Linked DNA regions of Mus musculus: region 2 is linked to region 1. The links are chromatin contacts, called in public promoter capture Hi-C maps. All regions are on one chromosome and are shown on one strand. The core of a region is the stretch at or near the end of the contact, and the rest is flanking DNA. Distances in the headings are between cores, read along the strand shown. Region 1 overlaps Acss3 (acyl-CoA synthetase short-chain family member 3). Region 2 holds the start of Lin7a (lin-7 homolog A (C. elegans)).

The links. Promoter capture Hi-C pulls out the DNA fragments that hold promoters and counts their contacts.
Region 2: a contact with region 1 is called in a promoter capture Hi-C map of liver, with 3 times the contacts expected there. The contact joins the promoter of Lin7a here to the enhancer-like site in region 1. A contact is called at or near these places in 3 of 39 promoter capture datasets (hippocampal neurons and liver), 3 of 484 Hi-C or Micro-C datasets (cortical neurons and liver) and 2 of 115 datasets of contacts at active chromatin or transcription factors (forebrain and hepatocytes).

Annotation. Positions count from the first base shown.
Region 1 is chr10:107,037,937-107,042,021 of GRCm38.p6, forward strand. The region is part of intron 5 of Acss3 (acyl-CoA synthetase short-chain family member 3); the gene reads right to left. Among named protein-coding and RNA genes, the nearest start is that of Acss3, 84 kb to the right of the region's middle. Within about 2 kb of position 2,650, at least 6 of the 459 cell types and tissues checked have an H3K27ac peak or open chromatin away from gene starts, as enhancers often do. A contact at or near this core is called in hepatocytes and liver, where this site is marked.
Region 2 is chr10:107,269,974-107,273,968 of GRCm38.p6, forward strand. It overlaps Lin7a (lin-7 homolog A (C. elegans)), which reads left to right and starts at 1,858. Exons shown (of 6, transcript NM_001039354.1): 1 at 1,858-1,969. The coding sequence starts at 1,888.

The DNA.
Region 1 (4,085 bases), core at 1,400-3,899:
GTGGAGGTAGAGAAATGGAGTTCCCTAACTGCTTCATTCCTCAAGGAAAATGATTGTATACCCTGAGGCAGGATAAGGAAAATCAGTAGATGGTACATTGGCTCGTTTGGACTGAGCCATTAAAGGCTGTTGCTTATCACTAACTGATCTCTCCATAAGAATCAGAGGCAAGAAGACCACGGAGGAAGACAGAAATTACTAATGGCACTAATTATGAGAGAGGTGGTAGTTTGATCTCCAGTTCACTGGGCTGGAGAAGACTGTGTTCATTAGGAGAGTTGCAAACGTTGATTCATCAGATAACAGAGGACTGGCATGGGCTTTGTGATAGTTAATGTCAATTGACAGCTTGTCTACATTCTTAATTATCTAACACACAAACTTCTGGTAAGTCTGTGAAGAGTTTTCTAGATTAGATTAATTGAAATAGGAGGAGGCACCCTAAGTGTGTATGTTACCATTCCATGGCCTAGGATCCTATACTGTGTGATAAGGCTCAGTGTGCCCTTGAACTCTGAGGGAAATACAAAAGACATGTGTGCATGAAGTTATTTATAGAGTATTCATTTAAAGCAACAGGAAGAGTATCTAACATGAAATCTGCAGTGTTTGCAGCTGTGATGAACCTGACCCTGTGGTTCTTAGTTCTTTGGGTCTAGATATTCAAGAAAAATGTTGAGGAGTCTGAAATACTGGTTAGAAAATCCCTTGAATATCACAGACATAATTTGATAAGCTAATGCCATCTGCTGGGAGTTTGGAAGGACACAATGCCGTGCTAAATACAGATGGCAGTGGCCTTATTTATGAGGTTCCAAAATCTACCAGAAACTGGGCTAGAGATCACCTATGTTATGTTCTGGGAAATAATCTGGTTGCATTCTGCCTGTGCCATGAGAACTTTAGTGTGGCTAAATCCAAAAGCAAGGTTAATGTTCGGCAGAAGAAATCTCAAGGAAAACAGTATTAATGAATGCATGTCATGTTCTAAAGTACTTGTCTTTGTTTAGTGTCATTAAAGAGAAATCAACTGTTCTGCACTGATAGAACCGGTCTCCTAGTGGATAACATTCCACCCTTGCAAGGCTCCACCTATTGAAAATGGAAATCAATTTGAAAACATAGAGAGCCTAGACAGAGTACAACATAGGATGAAGTTTCCTGCTAAAAACAACTGTCAAAGATCTTAGGTCCAGTGAACATCAATGCAATCTTAGCTCAAGGGGGACAGACTCAAATCCCAAAGAGCAAAACAATCTAGACAGTGCTACATACATGGTATTTGATTACAGACATAAAAGATACAAGAGTGAGGGCGATAGGAAATCATGGAGCATATGCCAAAGGTTCTCCAACACCATGTGAAACAGGGCTGTTATTCTGTGCAAATTCCTGAGGTCACTGTGTAAAGCAATGATGATGAAGTCCAAGTTTCAACGGAGATACAAGGATGTGGGAGATGCCAAAACCATGGAGAGGCTGCCAAGAAAAGCTGGTTACACAAGTAGAGATGGCCCAAGTTCTACTTGCTTCAGGTGGCAGAGTTGCAGGAGTTAGCTAATCAGGGCATCTCAGGTGATTTCATCGAAATGTCTAGGTGCCTGGCATGGAGCTGCAGGATTCAGAATGTGTCCCCGCTGAATTTCAGTCTTTTTATTTCCCTTTTCCTTGCTCTGTCCCCATTTTCCCGTATAGAATTGGACTATTTATTCTGTGACATTGTATATAGGGACAAGGGAACATGTTTTTATTTTTAATTTTATAGAAGCTCAAAAATCAAGCAATTGTTCTCATTCTCAGAAGAGACGTAGTCTTTAGACTCTCCAACAGTATTAGTGTTGCTAAGGACTATAAGTTCTTTATGAGGGACTGAATTTATTTTACACAATGATATGATCAGAAGCTTAAGGGTACAAGGAGTAGAGGTTAATGGCTGGAAAATTGTCCACTGGGGAGCTGGGCTGATGGCTTAGTGGGGGAAGTATTTGCCATGTATACATGAAGGCCTCAGTTTAGATAGGTAGAACTCAGGGAAAGTTCTTTTAAATAGTGTATGGCTGTAATCAGAGTGTCCTACAGAAATGGAGGGTAGAGATATGAGAATCTAGAGCAGTAAATGAGGGGCATATCTCAACAAAGTGGATGACAAGAACCAATATCTTCAGTTATCCTCTGACCACACATACCCAGTGGCATGTACATGCCCCCCCCCATACACAGTCTCTCTCTCTCTCTCTCTCTCTCTCTCTCTCTCTCACACACACACACACACACACACACACACACTGTGGATAAAACATAACTAACTGCCTCAAAATTTTGCTTTCCTGACTTCTCTATCTTGATGGATGGAAGCCTTGAACTGTGAATCAGAGTGTGCACTAAATTGCCTTCTTTAAGCTTTATATTTTCTTTTGGTTTGGTTTTGTGTTTTCTTTTCATTTCGGTTTTTTGGGGGAGGGGGATCAGGAATTTTATAGCAGCAATAAGAAGACCAAATAATATGAGGCTTTGGCAGCTTTGCCAAGTCACATGTTGGGACATGGGCTTTATGAAGAAGGTTCTAGCAGATCTAAACGATTTAGGCTGGCATGCAAACCAGGTATCTAAAGTGCCGAAGCAATTGGGAAAGAGAATGGTGACCAAAAGTTAAAACAAACAAAAGAAGTCAGTCCAAGTGAGTGGAAAAAAAAATGTCGCAAGATCTGGGTCCAGCCAGATGAGCTAGGGGAAAAAAAAACAAAAAAAACAAAAACAGAAACAGAAAACCAGGTGCTAAGCTAGTTACATCAGGATTGATTGAACTCTTAGGCAACGAATAATGGGAGATCCACGTGATAAAATTATCTAAGTAAAATTAATTTTAAAAAATTGAGCTTGTGCTAGGAGTTGGTGGTTAAAGTTTACATTTTCTCTCTTTAAAGTTTTTCTCATTAACGTTTCTCATTTAAAGTTTCTCTCATTAAAGTTTACATTTTCTCTCTTGCAAAACCAGTGCACTGGGTGTAGTAGAGATTTCCACTCTGTCCAGGAATCTTTCAGTAGCAGGTGTAGCTCATTGAAAGTCAAGGGCTATGGAACTTCTCCAGAACTTACTGATAAGTTCTTGGAAGCCCTCTCCATTGGCAAGCAACCAGAACATGGCCCTACTCTGTCTTTGACATAAACCAGGCCCAAATATACAATCTGACCCCCATCAAGGATGTCTGGTTTGGGGATATGCATAGTGGCAACAATACAGAAATAACCCAAGATCTGAATGCCAGATGACTGACGGAAATTAATTGTGGATAGTAGAGGGTGAATGACTAGATAGCTTATCAATGGCAAATGTCATTCATTGGGTGAAATAAATGATACAAACCATGGGAATATCTCCATACTGTATTGAATGGTGATAATATTTATTTTTCGTGTCCCTTTAACCATTTAAGACCAATGGACAATGGCATAAAAGAGACAACACTGCCCAACATGTGTAAAATTAGGTTTCACTATATTATTCTAATTTTTAATGTTTGGGAACATTTGTAATTACAGTATAGACAGCATTTAAGGAGATTGAAAGAAATATTCTGTATAGAAAATTTATAGAATACAAGTGTTCTCGCTCTCTCTCTCTCATACACACATACACACACTTTTTTAAAATCCCTTGCTAGAGAAGGATTTCTATCCAAGTTAGCTCAATAAACTATTAAAGGTTTTGACTGATGTAATTCTATTTTAGAATTAGAGAGTAGGTCCCTAATGCTAAGAACTTCACATGTTTTAGTTATAGGACATGGAGAAATCAAGATGAGATTACAGTGTAAGGTCCTTCTCCTTTGAATGGCTTTTGTGATATTATGCACACCATTATAGGGGTAAATTGTCACCCATGCTCTGCTTGGTATGGAACATGCATACTAGACTACCAATATGACAGGCCACTATGTGTCCTTTGGCATGACTGTTATAAGTTCAAACAACTGTTTTCTGATTCAATTTTAGGATCTTTGTACTGAGGAATTTATTCTTAATACTGTAGCCTGAGACAAAGAACTATGCCTGTGGAGGTCAGGACCCAGAAAGGAAATCATCAC
Region 2 (3,995 bases), core at 608-3,107, 230 kb after region 1:
CGAACTGAACTTGAGTCCTCCGAGAGAGCAACATGTGTTCTTAACCATTGTGCCATCTCTGCAGCATGAAAGAGTATATCCTTTCATTTTATTCTCCTTCATTTTTAAAGTATAATTACATAATTTCCCTGATTCCTACCTCTAATCTTCTCTATGTATTGATGCTGCCCCCTCTTATCTAATTATGGTCTCTATTTCTCTAATTGTTTACAAATATATCATTCATATATATATATATATATATATATATATATATATATATATATACACACATATGCATATATATATATACACACACATATCCCACTCAGTCCATATAACGTTATTTGTATGTTTATGATCTTGGAAATATATTCTTTTCTATCAAAAGCTCAGAAACAGCAGAGACCTTGCAAATTACTATCAGTTTCCTCCTATTATCTGATCACTTTTCAATTGAGTAAAGCTGGTCCCTCATTTGACGGATGAAGAAACTGCGGATGCACAAGGGACTGCAAGTTTGTCAGATCCTGGGAGCTGTGAAAAGTTGAATTTCATGGTTAAAGTTCTTAAACTTAAAACTCTTAGAAGATGACTACATTGAAAGACTACGTTCAGCATGTATCCAATGATCTGTTGCATAGTTAGATGGTCAGTCATCTTTGACTTTTCAATTCCTGCTGAATTTCTGAGCTTTCTCACCTCTTAGTCTCATTAGAAGAACGTAGCATTTGGTCATACGCAAATACTCTGCAACCCAGTGGGTCTACCTCTGAGGGTCTCTGGGTCACAAGGATGATTTAGCTGTCACAGGGAGGGCAGCATCGCCATCTCAGCTCTGTGTCCACCAATCTCGGTAAAGCCCAGAGGATCTTTCTCCATGTTTCTTCATGGTTTGATAAGGAAATGAGGCTTGGTGAACATTTAGTGAAAGTTGGGATTAAGGCTCATAGTCAGTATTTGAAGGCTCCAGGAACTGAACTGTGATCTACTGACTCAGAAATAAGGCCTTTCACATTATCTACCTGTAATTCGGAGGATGCAGAGAAAGAAAACAAAAGTGAATCCCCAGGTTAAGATGTAGCAAATGGCACCAAACATCCGTGGCTCAACTCTTGTCATGCATGCTAATTAATAAATAGCACCTCTGAATACAAGTTTCTTCCAGATTAACAGGAGAGGGTCCCTGATAAATACTGTTCACTGACAGCAACTCGTTTTTTATTTCAGAACCTTTTAAGGAAGTTTGCTTGTAAAGGCAAGTCATTTTCCTAGGCAATGTACCCAGGTCCTAAACGAACACTGACTTAACAGAACCCTGCCTGGCCCTCAGTCGGTTACCTTGTGCTGTTGAGAGTGGACGTTCTAAACAAAAAGCTTCAACAGAAATTAACAGCAACTACAATGATATAGCAACATCTCCCACGGCTAGTGGCGTTTCCTCTGGAAAGGGATGTGGAAAGGGAGGTTGAAATTTTTTCTTAATCTGAAAAGAATTCTGTCCCCCCACCTCTCTACCCCTGTCTGTCTCTCTCCCGTTTCTGAGTCCTCTTCTTCTGGGTTCGAGTGCATTCTGACCATTATGCTTAGGTGGAAAGTTGAAAGACAGCAAACCTGCTACAGCCACCCAGAGCTACTGACGGGTGGGCGAGCAAAGTTCTAGGGCTGAGCGTTCCTTTCTCAGCTCCTTGGCCAGGCAGGCGCTCGCGGCTACCTGCCCTGCTTGGCGCCGCACTGAAGATTCGCCGCGGCGGAACAGTTGAGTCTCCATCTGGCTACCAACCCACCCGAGCTTTCTTCTCCTCCATCACCACCTTCCTGCCTCCCCCTCCTCCCCCTCCTTTCCGTCTTCCCTCTCCACCCCCGCCCCCAATCTCCTCCTCTTTTTCTCACTACAAGCGGTTGCTGATGCTGAAGCCGAGCGTCACTTCGGCTCCCACGGCAGACATGGCGACATTGACAGTGGTCCAGCCGCTTACTCTGGACAGAGGTAAGGGAGCGGCTGGTCCGTCAGGCCACACAGTCCGCACCGCTTCGCCCTCCGCCCTGCCCAGTCCCACAGGGAAGGCAGGATGCGCTCGGGCAGGGGCAGCTGGGGGAGGAGGATCAGCCCAGGAGGGTTTCGCGCCCGGAGCAGGACACTTTCTTCCCCTCTCTCCTCTCCTGGTCCCCGCTGCCCCTTCTTGCTGCGCTCTCCGGGGCGTAGGTGCTTGCCAGGGCTCGAATGTTTCAGCTGACAGTCTCGGTCCCTCGCCGGGTCGCCTCCGGGCCCCGGCTTTGTTGGAGAGGATGCGCCGGGACCGCTGAGCGCTGGTGACTGGAGGTTGAAGAGGGGCAGAGAAAGCTCTCCCAGCCAGAGCTTGCTAAGGGACCAGTGGGGAAGCTAGCTGCCAACTGCCGGCGCGGGGACCCGAAGGGAGGAAGTTTGTCCCCGCGCTGGAGATGAGGGGTCTGTGCAGCTGTTGTGACTGGGAGATCGCCCCAGGGCGGCAGGGCGCTTGGCTGGGAAGCTGGGTGCAAAGCCGCGGGACTGCCTGGCTAGGGCGCTGCCCTCGGGCGAAAGGGCAGAGCAGAGCTCGGGCAACCTTCGCTGGCTCAGGGACACCGCATCCGGAGCCGAGCCGGCTTGGCTCCAGCTTCCCGCTCGGAGCTGCGGCTCTGGTCTTGGTACTCCCTCAGCCTGCAGTTCCAGGGAGGTAGCAACTCCTGTCTCCTGCTCCAGCAAACCTTGTTCTTCACCAGTCAAGTGTACCTCAGTGCCTGGGCTGCAGAAGGCGCGGAGACAAAGCGCAGGCTGGGTAACTGTTTAACTTCTAGCCTGTGACCTGTGCGTCCTACTCTTTGGCTGAAACGGAAAGAGCTTTTGCTCAAACCTTTCCAAACCTTTCCAAACCTTTCTCTAGGATCGGGCCCTGCTGAGTGCACCCGAGTAGTACCTGGCGGTGGATGGGAGTTTCCTTTCTGCCTCACCAGGTCCAGTTAGTTATTAGGGCTCCAGAGTCCCCAGCTCTGCAGAGAGAGGGCACCTCTAGCTCTGGGTCCGCAGCGGCGGGGCTTAGGACCCGGTGCAGTCATTTGAAAATGCTGTGCTCAGAAGAAAATGATTTAGTCCTTGTCCCTCTAAAATTTCTCTTTCTGGAGGATTAAACTAGCGGCCCAGCAAAGCAAAAAGAGCATCGTACAGCGAGCACAGTGGCAAAGCTGGTAAACTGTATTTGAGGTTCTTAATGTGGAGAGATCTCTGGTGACTTTAACTCAATCTGTTGGTGCCAGAACGGATATTATGCGGTGCCCATAGCAACCTTACTTAGGGTAAGAGTTGAAAAATAATTGATTTTTATGTTGGGAAATGTTCGTTTACAGATTAATAAGAGTAAAGAGCTCAGAAGTCCGTCGTATAATCTATGATTTTAGTCCCAATATCATCTGTACTAAGCAGGATAAATCCATTGCTGGTAAGAGCCAAACAGATGGCAGGCTATTAAAAACGATGGGTTTCCCAAGTTATTTCTGTTTTAATGTGATGAGCTCTTCTATTGTCCCATTACTGAATTACAGTCATTAAACACCCCAAGTTTAACTATATTAAACAACCCAAGTTCTAACTATGTTAGATGCAAACACTCCAAGAAGACAACATACTCAAGCAAATTTACATCCCACCACTACTATTAGCAATGCAACTAGTCCACTTTGGGGAAGTTTATCTTAGCCCTTGGACACCCCAGTCAGCTATCTAGAGAAGACCAAGATTTAAAGTGTGTTCTTGTTTATATTCAGAGGGTACCTGTCCTTCTGTGATTAGATCTGTAGAGTAAGTAACAAAGGAAGCCCAGTCAGGTTATCTATGGGAACATCTGAATTATTGAACCACTGGCTTTAAGTGCTCTGTGTGTAAGAAGTCCGTGAAGTTATCTTCCCTCTAATTCACTATGATAGTACACCAAGTTAAGTAATTTTATTAGGTTGATGGAATATGTGATTCTAAGCTTTGTCCTGGTTTGGTTGGGCATTAG